Regions from separate parts of the Mus musculus genome. Here regions 2 and 3 are each linked to region 1. Evidence: chromatin contacts called from public promoter capture Hi-C data. All regions are on one chromosome and are shown on one strand. Each heading gives the region's core, a stretch centred on a gene start, on an enhancer-like site or on the middle of the called end of the contact. The rest is flanking DNA. Distances are from core to core; before and after follow the strand shown.

Evidence for each region. Promoter capture Hi-C pulls out the DNA fragments that hold promoters and counts their contacts.
Region 2: a promoter capture Hi-C map of second pharyngeal arch cranial neural crest shows a contact between it and region 1, with 23 times the contacts expected there. The contact joins the enhancer-like site here to the promoter of Mettl21e in region 1. A contact is called at or near these places in 12 of 39 promoter capture datasets (the 3T3-L1 cell line, 3T3-L1-derived adipocytes, the HPC-7 cell line and 6 more), 2 of 484 Hi-C or Micro-C datasets (both in uterus) and 1 of 115 datasets of contacts at active chromatin or transcription factors (fibro-adipogenic progenitors).
Region 3: a contact with region 1 is called in a promoter capture Hi-C map of hippocampal neurons, with 8 times the contacts expected there. The contact joins the enhancer-like site here to the promoter of Mettl21e in region 1. A contact is called at or near these places in 5 of 39 promoter capture datasets (the 3T3-L1 cell line, 3T3-L1-derived adipocytes, cranial neural crest and 2 more).

The regions. Positions count from the first base shown.
Region 1 is chr1:44,217,081-44,220,494 of GRCm38.p6, forward strand. Mettl21e (methyltransferase like 21E) reads right to left here and starts at 1,851. Exons shown (of 5, transcript NM_207281.3): 1 at 1,760-1,851; 2 at 1,031-1,150. The coding sequence starts at 1,076.
Region 2 is chr1:45,662,383-45,665,796 of GRCm38.p6, forward strand. No RefSeq gene overlaps it. Among named protein-coding and RNA genes, the nearest start is that of Gm23216, 21 kb to the right of the region's middle. Within about 2 kb of position 1,934, at least 10 of the 459 cell types and tissues checked have an H3K27ac peak or open chromatin away from gene starts, as enhancers often do. A contact at or near this core is called in fibro-adipogenic progenitors, where this site is marked.
Region 3 is chr1:45,428,881-45,432,294 of GRCm38.p6, forward strand. It overlaps Col5a2 (collagen, type V, alpha 2), which reads right to left. Exons shown (of 54, transcript NM_007737.2): 7 at 1,018-1,128. Among named protein-coding and RNA genes, the nearest start is that of Col5a2, 73 kb to the right of the region's middle. Within about 2 kb of position 1,726, at least 16 of the 459 cell types and tissues checked have an H3K27ac peak or open chromatin away from gene starts, as enhancers often do.

The DNA.
Region 1 (3,414 bases), core at 601-3,100:
TACTTCCACTTCTGCTGTAATTTGTGAAACCACCATGTACACATTTAAAACCAAGAATTGATACTAACGGCAATGAAAAATTACAAAGTTCTATTCATAAACCACACAGAAATTACATTTGCATTCAAAAATATCTGAATGGTTGAGCTCTCTCTGATATTACAATTTACACTTGTAGGTCTGCAAAGCATTGACATTTAAACCAGGTAGGCTGCAAGCTCTGGGCTTGCATCCAACTCTGTCTGCCTGCAAGATAGGCTCACTTAGGGTAGAAACCATCTGTGAAACCTGGTGTGACCATAAAAAGAAACAGGTTTATGGTTATTTGAAAACGTCTACAGTTAGTATAGATCTTATCTAAGAGGGACAGAAAGAAAATAGAAGATAATTTTATATGTACTAAACTAGTACATAAAAGTTAGCACTTTTATATCAATGATGATCATTATATGTAGTAACCTATGCAAAGCCATACTTTATATGCAAGACTTTAAAAATGGTGGTCCACTTGCAAATACTCAAATTTCAATTCTTAATTCTAGAAGCCAAATTATGTCACATATTTTTGCCTTTAATCAACAGTCAAAAAGCCAATAAATACTTGTTGGAGGTATTTTGTAGCCTAAATTCATCTTTCATCCAAACATCATTAAAATATACAGTTTGTGTATAGAACTATTTTGATCTCTCACTCAAACTTCTTAAAAATAATCACAATAATTTATTTGGTGTATTGCATTTGTTTTAAAATGTTCATTTTTGGAGATCAAAGAAAAACTCTAAAGTCCTCTTATTATGTCTTTCATAGATTAATTTATTATTTTCAGCCAAAATTATACCTATTATATCATCAGGATCATTGATGTTTGACATTATTCATTGAGTTAGTAACCGCAAGCAAAAATACAATTAATAAGCCCTGCTTACCTTTAAGGCTAATGAAGACTGCAAAAGAAAGGGTTTTTATAGTCTATTAATGGTTTGTCTACCCATGATTGTTCAAATTACAAGAAGAAAGAAAATTATTTACCTTTGTAGGTCTCTTTGTGAGTAATGTGAGTTACTGTGAGGTCCATCAAATGTCGAATTAATGAATAGCAATATGTTGATATTTTCTTGATTGTGTGTTGAACAATAAGCAAATGGTACACTAAAATATCAAATGCCAGTAGTTAATTCAAAATCTGTAGTAAGCATAACTATATTTACTTAATAATTTAGCTTCTTATATAGCTGAGAAAATCATAGTAAAATATTACCAAATTAGAATCTCAACTAATTTACCTACCAGGTGGTGGTTTAGGTACCTTCTATCTTTATGTGTCCACAGCACCCAGGCAAAGGTCTACAGAAAGCTCAAATACTGTACACCACTCAGAGTAGGTAATTGGAATTATCTTAAATAAACTGTTAGTCTCTGAAAACAACAATTAGATATTTCTGCTTCTCAATTTGACTTCACATGACAACCCCACTACTTCCATAATAATATAAAACTTTCTTCCAAAGATCCCATGTACCTTTCCCAATAAACAAATTTTCTTTGTAGTATGCCTCTGTAAGTTAGAAACCAAGCTATTTCCCTACAGTTTATACACTATAAAACCTAAAGTTACATAATACCATCAAAGTCATAGAGCTTCAAGAATAGCAAGACATTTTCCTCCAAGTTTTCCATTTCTCCTATTAAAGGAAGCAGTCTTTATTATACCTGTCTTCCTAGAGATGAGTATTTGGTCAATATTAAGGCTGGACATACCTAAAAGTGTTAGCTGAGTTTATAGAAGGTAAAAGAGTATCATCCACAGCTTGTGATCTGCTGCTGTAGTCTCTGGTAGTGCTTGCAAGGCTGACCCCTGAGCTTGTAGTTCTCTACTGTATACCCTGGCAACAAACCCAAGCAGAAAGGATTAGCATCTGACAGCTGCAGTTTCTCTGCCTCTGGTTGCACAACAGTGACATTGTGAAGCCTGAAGCAAAGATTGAAGAACAGTAAGAATGTTCCATGACTGCCTGGGAACACAACTAGAGCTTTTAAATATACACCACTCCTGCAGTGAGAACATAGACTACTTAGACGAAGCAAACTCAGTTTTCTATTCTGATGCCAAAAGTTATTTTAAGACTCTGTGGCTATGATGTCCTATGAAATAGACACCATATGGTTTTCATGTCATCTATCTGGGTGTCAACATGGTTTTTAGAATCTAACAACTACACCAGTATGTGAGTAGCATTATTCTCTACCCAAGAATCAAATAACCACAATTCCTTCTCACTGGGGCTGAACAAACAGAGTAAGATATGGTTCACTGAGCATCTACAAACCAGCACATAGGTATACATCTCAGGGCATACACATATTCCATTTCTCTGATAATGCTAGCCTTAATGCTGCAGGAGGAATCAAAGCTAAGAAGACTGCACACTCAGGCGTGTGAGTACAACTTCAAGAAATACTTTTATACCATGACATACACAGAGCTAAGCATCACGAAGCTAAGTATTCATTAGTCATATCAGTAACTGCTTATGATTTGGAGCTATTACCTACTATATTTCTTACCTTTCTTCATTATAAAACAGGATTATAAAAATCACAGAAGATGTACTTGGGGAATACATATTATAGGTAAAACATTCCTGGAATCGCAAAACTATACAGAATGTATACTGCTATGTAAAGCCAGTTAATTTTTGTCAGAGGACAACCTACACTTTTGACTGTTTAAAACACAAATGAATAGTGACTTGATAAACAAAAATTATATACCTCATCTCATGGAGTTATTTGGAAGATCACAAAATCTCCAATGGTAGATTTACACGATGCAGAACTCCCAAGTCAATATTATATTAACCAACATGACAATAATTATTTGTCACACTGAAGAGTACATGGAGACTTGTGCCCCTCTGGTTGTGCCTTACAGAAGGCTTACGTGTCTATTAGGAAAGCAAATGTTAAACACATACACAGATACATACACATACATACATACATACACATACACTTCTGCTTCATGATATCACAGCACTACCAAAGCAGTCAAAAATTCTAGGAATTACTGATTACTGATTACTTGTTGCTGCAGTTTGGATGTGTGATGTTACTGTTTGGTTGATGTCCCTGGGAGGCCTGTTCTTGTCTGAGGGGAGGTAGAGTAGGAGTAGATCTACAGAAGAAGGTAGGAGTGAGAGACTAGAGGAAGGTAAGAGAGGGGAAACTCCAGCAAGGCTGTAATTTATGGAAGAATAATAGAAGTTGATAGAAAGGAAGGAAGGAGAAGAGAGGAGAGGAGAGGAGAGGAGAGGAGAGGAAAAAAGAAAAGGAAAGAAAAGAGAAGAAAAGAAAAAGAAAGAGAGGAAAAGAAAAGGAAAGAAAAGAAAAGGAAAGAAAAGAAAAGGAAAGGA
Region 2 (3,414 bases), core at 684-3,183, 1.4 Mb after region 1:
ACTTCTGTGTTTGCCAGGGCCCAGCATAGCCTCACAAGAGACAGCCATATCAGGATCCTTTCAGCAAAATCTTGCTGGTGTATGCAATGGTGTCAGCGTTTGGAGGCTGATTATGGGAATGATCCCCGGGGATGGCAGTCTCTAGACCAAGGGGCCTCTCTTCCCAATGATGGCCAACTAGGCCATCTTCTGCTACATATGCAGCTAGAGACACGAGTTCCGGGGGTACTGGTTAGTTCATATTGTTGTAGGTTGTAAGGTTGCAGTGTCTCAGCTCCAAACTTTGTCTCTGTAACTCCTTCCATGGGTGTTTTGTTCCCAATTCTAAGAAGGGGCAAAGTGTCCACACTTTGGTCTTCTTTCTTCTTGAGTTTCATGTGTTTTGCAAATTGTATCTTGTATCTTGGGTATTCTAAGTTTCTGGGCTAATATCCACTTATCAGTGAGTACATATTGTGTGAGTTCTTTTGTGATTGGGTTACCTCAATCAGGATGATGCCCTCCAGCTACATCCATTTGCCTAGGAAATTCATAAATTCATTCTTTTTAATAGCTGAGTAGTACTCCAAGAAATAGGACTCTCTAATTTTTAAGCTTATTATTCTAATTTTCATAGACTAGCAACTGTTATGAAAAATATTCATATAAAAATAATATATATCTAATATTCTGTACAAGTTAAATTGAACAAGTGTCTGGTCTGAACCCAGTTTGTCCCCAGTCTGATCTGTAGAACCAAGGCAAGGATAGCTGTGGAACTTGAACAAAGAACTGTCATTCCAAGGAAAAGTTGTTTCAGAGGATTACCAATAGTCAGGCAGAGCTAGGACAGAGAATATGGCAGGTGTGAGTCATATAGGAGGTTGTGAGATCAGGCTTCTTCTATCACATGCCTATTTAATGAAGGAATGACACATATTGAGATAAAATTATAAAATTTTATAATATTTCTTTTGTTATATTTATATCTGTGTTATTACCAGAAAACCCCAAGTGATCATAATTAGATCACAATAATTTTTAAAGTTTAGCTTTATGTATTAGGACCTTGGAAAGAATAGGAGGACTAAGAAATCTCACTTTTAGTTATAAGTAAGCTTTGCGGGTGGAAATTACCAGCCTACATGTATAGTGAATAAGATAGACTACTACTGTGGGGAGAAAATGTATCCCAAGAATGTTATCCAATATTTGAAAGCTTGGAATAGACAAAAATGGACATTAGACAGCAATCAAATCCTGGGAGAATGAGAGGTGGCTGGTCCAAGTAGAAGCCAAGGTGATATCCTGAGCCAGAAATGTTGGATATAGACCGAGGATCAGGAGGCAATTTGGAATGATATATATCTGAAGTGAGGGAGAGCAGAGCTTTCATTCAAATATGTACCCCCTAGTTTAGTAGTTTTAAAATGGAAAAAAAAATTGCTAAACTCATAGTATTGTATAAAATAGTATTTTTTCTTCCGCCTTTGTTTTTAGTCCATGTTGAATTAGAAGTTAAACCAATTTAAAATCTGGAATTTTGTTTAAAAATTAAAACACTGAAATTTATCATCTTTCTAAAAAATGTTTTAAACATCTCTTTCAGCCAAGTTGCTTAATATCAGAAGTTGATTGGAACTGCATATGTTCCTCCACGCTCTGTTGATTGTAGGATGAAAACAGGAACCCTTGGGAATATCTGTGAGTCACAAATGTAGACAACTTTCCAAAGCTGTTTTCTTGCTAGGATGGAGAGTTCTAATCTTACATTGGCAGGCTTTGCTACATGCAAGGTACAGTGTTTACTTTGATTCTTTCTCAGCTGTTCTTTGTGCTCTTGGATCACCAAGTTTTGATATTTGGAGCAGGAACATATTAGAGAAATACTGTAAATGAAAATTGGGATTCCAATGTGTGCTTCTTTCGTGCACATTTTTATCTCACTGTGAAGAAAGGGAATTGGAGCATAGCCACAACCCTGGAACATTCCCTGCAAGTCTGAACTCTTACACTGCTAGTAATTGGCAGTGAATACTTTCCTTCAATTAAAACGAGGTGTTAAGATACATTTAAAATTTAGTCCAGAGGTCCTTCTGGCTTGCACCTATATCCTGGAGCAGAGCCTGTGCTCTGAATTCTCTCTCACTCAGCCCACACTCATTCACAGCTTGACCTCTAAGGTGTTCTGACATATCCAGGATGATGGGTGAGACAGCAAAACCCGCCCCAATACCTGGGGTAACCAGGATCCCTGGGACCCAGGGACTCAAGTACCCTGCCCAACCAGAGATGCATTCAACTTCCAGCTTCCACCTGGGCCTGAAGCAGAGCCTGTGTTCTGGATCCCCATCCACTCAGAAGACAGGCAGATGTCCTCAAGGACACATCTAGGATCACAAGATCACAGGCTCTCAGGAGAGACAGACTTAATTCAGAGACATCAAGGCCAGTTAATACCAGAGACAACCAGATGGTAAAAGGCAAGCACAAGAAAATCAGCAACAGAAAACAATACTACTTGACAACATCAGAACCCAATTCTTCTACCACATCAAGCCCAGGATACCCCAACATACCTAAAAAGCAAAATTCAGATCTAAATTCTCATCTCATGAAGAAAATAGAGGACTTCAAAAGTGACATAAATAACTCCTTTAAAGAAATATAGGAGAACACAGATAAAGATGTAGAAGCCCTTAAAGAGGAAACACATGAATCCCTTAAAGAAATACAGAAAAATACAAACAGGTGAAGTAATTGAACAAAACTATCCAGGATCTAAAATTGGAAATAAAAAGATTAAAGAAAACACAAAAGGAGACAAGCTGGAGATAGAAAACCTAGGAAAGAGAACAAGAGTCATAGATGTAAGCATCACCAACAAAATACTAGAAACAGAAAAGAGAATCTCAGGTGTAGAAGATACCACAGAAGATATTGACACAACAGTCAAAGAAAATACAAAATGCAAAAATCTCCTAACTCAAATCAGTCAAGGAGTCCAGGACACAATGAAAAGACCAAACCTAAGAGTAATAGGTATAGAAGAGAGTGAAGATTCCCAATGAAAAGGGCCAGTAAATATCTTCAACAAAATTATAGAAGAAAACGTCCCTAACATAAAGAAAGAGTTGCCCATAAACATACAAGAATCCTACAGAACACCAAACAGATGAGATGAGAAAAGAAATTCCTCACATAACATAATGATTAAAAGACCAAATGCAAAGAACAAAGAAATAATATTAAAAGCAGTAAGGGAAAAAGGTGAAGTAACATATAAAGGCAGACCTCTCAGAATTACACCAGACTACTCAACAGATACTCTAAAAGCCAGAAGATCTTGGGCAGATGTCATACAGACCCTAAGAGAACAAAAATGCCAGCCTGGGCTACTATACCTGGCAAAACTATCAGTTACCATAGATGGAT
Region 3 (3,414 bases), core at 476-2,975, 1.2 Mb after region 1:
AAATCCTTTATTGTTTAAACTGTTTCTTGTCAGCATTTGTCATGATGACAAAAAGGTCTGCCCCAAGAGTCTGTACAACTTCCTGCTCTTTCCATCATCATAGACATGCATCCTCTCCCAGAGGATTGATTTTGTCAGTGTTTTTGTAGTCTGGGAAACAGCAGGACAGAAATGTATGTTCTTTAGTTCATTGTGTGGACAGTGCCTTGGTCAACCAGAAAAAAACAAACAAACAAAAAAACAAAAAAACCCAAATGTCAGAGACCATCCCATGAGAAAGTGAGCCCTTCACAATCTCCCTAACAGGCCAAATGGCCTTGTGCTAGGAGCTGGTTATCACCCCCTTCCCCCCTATTCCCTTCCTGGAACCTGAGGCTGTAAAAGCTGAATTATAGTCCCCTCTTCCCTATCTCTTCCTGAACTCCCATGACATCCAAGGACATGAGTTACGCCTGAGCCTGGCCTGACACCCAAGGCTGTCAAGGAGGATCTATGTTCCAGAGATAAGATGCAGAGTGCCCTCTGCCTGGCGCCTGACTTCGGCCCCCATGTCAGCAGATGCCCACTTCTTTGTTCTTTGTAAAATTCCCCCTCGACCCCTCCCCTATTCCCCATGATGTATGCTTTAAAAGGAAGGCACCTCAGCATAATAAACGAGACCTTGATAGGTACCATCTTCTTGGTCTCCTGTTTCTCTTTCTCTTCCTCCCATTTCCTTCCAGGTTTGCGTTCCCCCTTGCACCCACAAATAACTGAATCCCGTGGGATGGGATACCCAAAGGTTTGGAATAAAAGCAAATAGTTTGATACAAGCCTTCAGAAAATAACACTTTGTGTTTTTCCAACAATCTATCATGGATTTATCAGTTTCACTGTTGTTCATAGGAGGTCCACATTTACTATACAGGTTTTGGAGTAAGCCATCAACCTCTGAACTGATACAGTCTAATAACATAAGAATGAATTAATGACTTTCATGTAACCTAGTTGTTACACTAACCAGAACACACAACTCACCCTGCTCATGCCATCAGGTCCTGGGTGAGAGGGGTGCCCAGGAGGCCCTGGAGCACCTGGCTGACCAGGCACACCTGGCTCTCCATCAATTCCCTGAGGACCACGAGGACCCTAGAAAAGAAAACCAGCTGTCATTAGAACCATCTTAAAATGTGTCCGTAGAAAGCTAAAAGCAGTTTTAGATAGCAGTCATGATAATTACAAACAGACAATCTAAACACTGTCAGTGTCAACACAGTCCAGCACTTCTGCTATGGAAATGTAGTCTTGGTAAGAATTGTACTTGATGTATGAAATCTTAGAATAATCAGAAAATCACTTCACTTTAGCAGCATTTAGAATGAGCTTTGTTTGGTGAGATTTTGATGCTTATGTGAATTTTAAAAACAGGTTCTAAATTCACTCGTCTGTCTTGTTACAACATGTTATAGTTAACTAGAAAGAGCCTGCTTAACCCGAGTCCACCCTATCTTATCCAAAAGTATAAAAGACCTCAGTAGAGTTTTTTGGTCTATTTCATCTTCCAAAGTACACAAGACTTGCAGAATATCTGGTGCATGGTTGTTCTCCAACATTGTGGATAACATTTGCCCATTTCACTCTTCTATACTTTAAGTCTGGCACATTTTATTTTCCTTCTCACCCAAGTGGTCAACCAGACCAACGAGAATTCAGAGGCAAGGCACTGTGATCCAGCAGAGTCTAGTTCTCAGAGGAGTGATCACTAAGCCATGCTGCCAAGCCCCGCCCTCCTCCTAACCCACATTCTGAGGACAGCTTGGGAAATAGCCAAGTCCTCAAGTCTGAAAAAGCTACATCTCCCAGCTTCATCATTCACATCAGACATGTGAATGTGTGCATGCATGTGTGTGTGTGTGTGTGTCTGTGTGTTAATCTTAAAAGTCTTAATAAGTTCCGATAAGAAAGAGAAGAACACATTAGTCACCAGATAATTTCACTTTTATCACTAAACATGGAGTTTAAGTAAAGTGGTATGCTGCTGTTAAAAAATAACGGAAGCTTCTAATTCTTAGTCAAGAGGGTAGCTCTTCTTGGCCCACAGTTAGGACCAATAATGCAGCAATATTAACAAGCTGAAGCAGCTGGTTAACCATACTTTGCTATATTCAAGAATCCATGTCTTTCAGTATTGGGCCAAAAAAAAAAAAAAAAAGCCATTTATGCCTTTGTATTTAGGTAGAAAAGTCAGTCTAGAAAATTCAAAACTTCTTGAAAAATATTTCTACATTTAAAAAATCAACCTCCTTCTTGCCCCTAAACTACTGGCAATTCGCTAAGCTCTTTCTTTAGGCATGAGCAAGCTGATTCCAGCTTTTGAGTCAGGCTCCTGGATCACACAGTGTGTAGACACCTTTTACCTCTACACCAGAACACTGGAGAAGTACTTGAGCTTATTCATGGTTCTCACTGCCCCCCAATTAAACTATTAAATGATAACTGTTATTATATACAAAAAAGGTAACAAAAATAAAATGTTGGGGCTGGTGAGATGGCTCAGTGGGTAAGAGCACCCAACTGCTCTTCCGAAGGTCCAGAGTTCAAATCCCAGCAACCACATGGTGGCTCACAACCATCTGTAACGAAATCTGACGCCCTCTTCTGGTGTGTCTGAAGACAGCTACAGTGTACTTACATATAATAAATAAAATAAATCTTAAAAAAATAAAATAAAATAAAATGTTAACTCCAAAAACAGTTCCAAAAAACAGAAAAAAAATATTTATTTTTTTATGTGAACCAAAAGAGATCTGGTTAGTTTAACTCTCTAAACTGCTAATGTATTCGTTGGTTAAGATGGATCAGATACCAAGCTGGGTCTGATTTGGACTCTTCTCTAGTCTCCTGGAATCGCCTTTAAATATCCATTGTGTTTTGGTCTAGCACAATTTGAGATTTAAATTAATAAACATTTATGAAATTTTTCTAAAACAAAATGAAATTTAATGAGAATAAGAAAAACATTATGTAGACATTTTGCTGATGAAAATAAAAATAAACTATAATTGGGGATACATTAAAATACATTTCATATTTCCAATTAAAGTTAGTCATATAAATTTTGTGTTGGGGAAGGAAATGTTCTGTGTATCATCATTTTTCTTCCATCCCCCAGAATACTCTCAGGCAGCACTCTGCATAAAAGTACTTGTGGATGGCCACTAGGTGGCAAACTTTAAACGTTCACATGAAGAAAAGCTGCACACTCCACAAGAACTTTGTACCTCCTGCGGGTTAGCAGTTTGATTGCACAAAGTCCTGCACACGTAACCACTCACATGGGTACATTATGGAATGTTACAGCTGCAATAATTGGTGCATGTTTCACTGCACAGGTGACTCCTTAGGTGTCACATGCAATTTGTACTTAACATATGA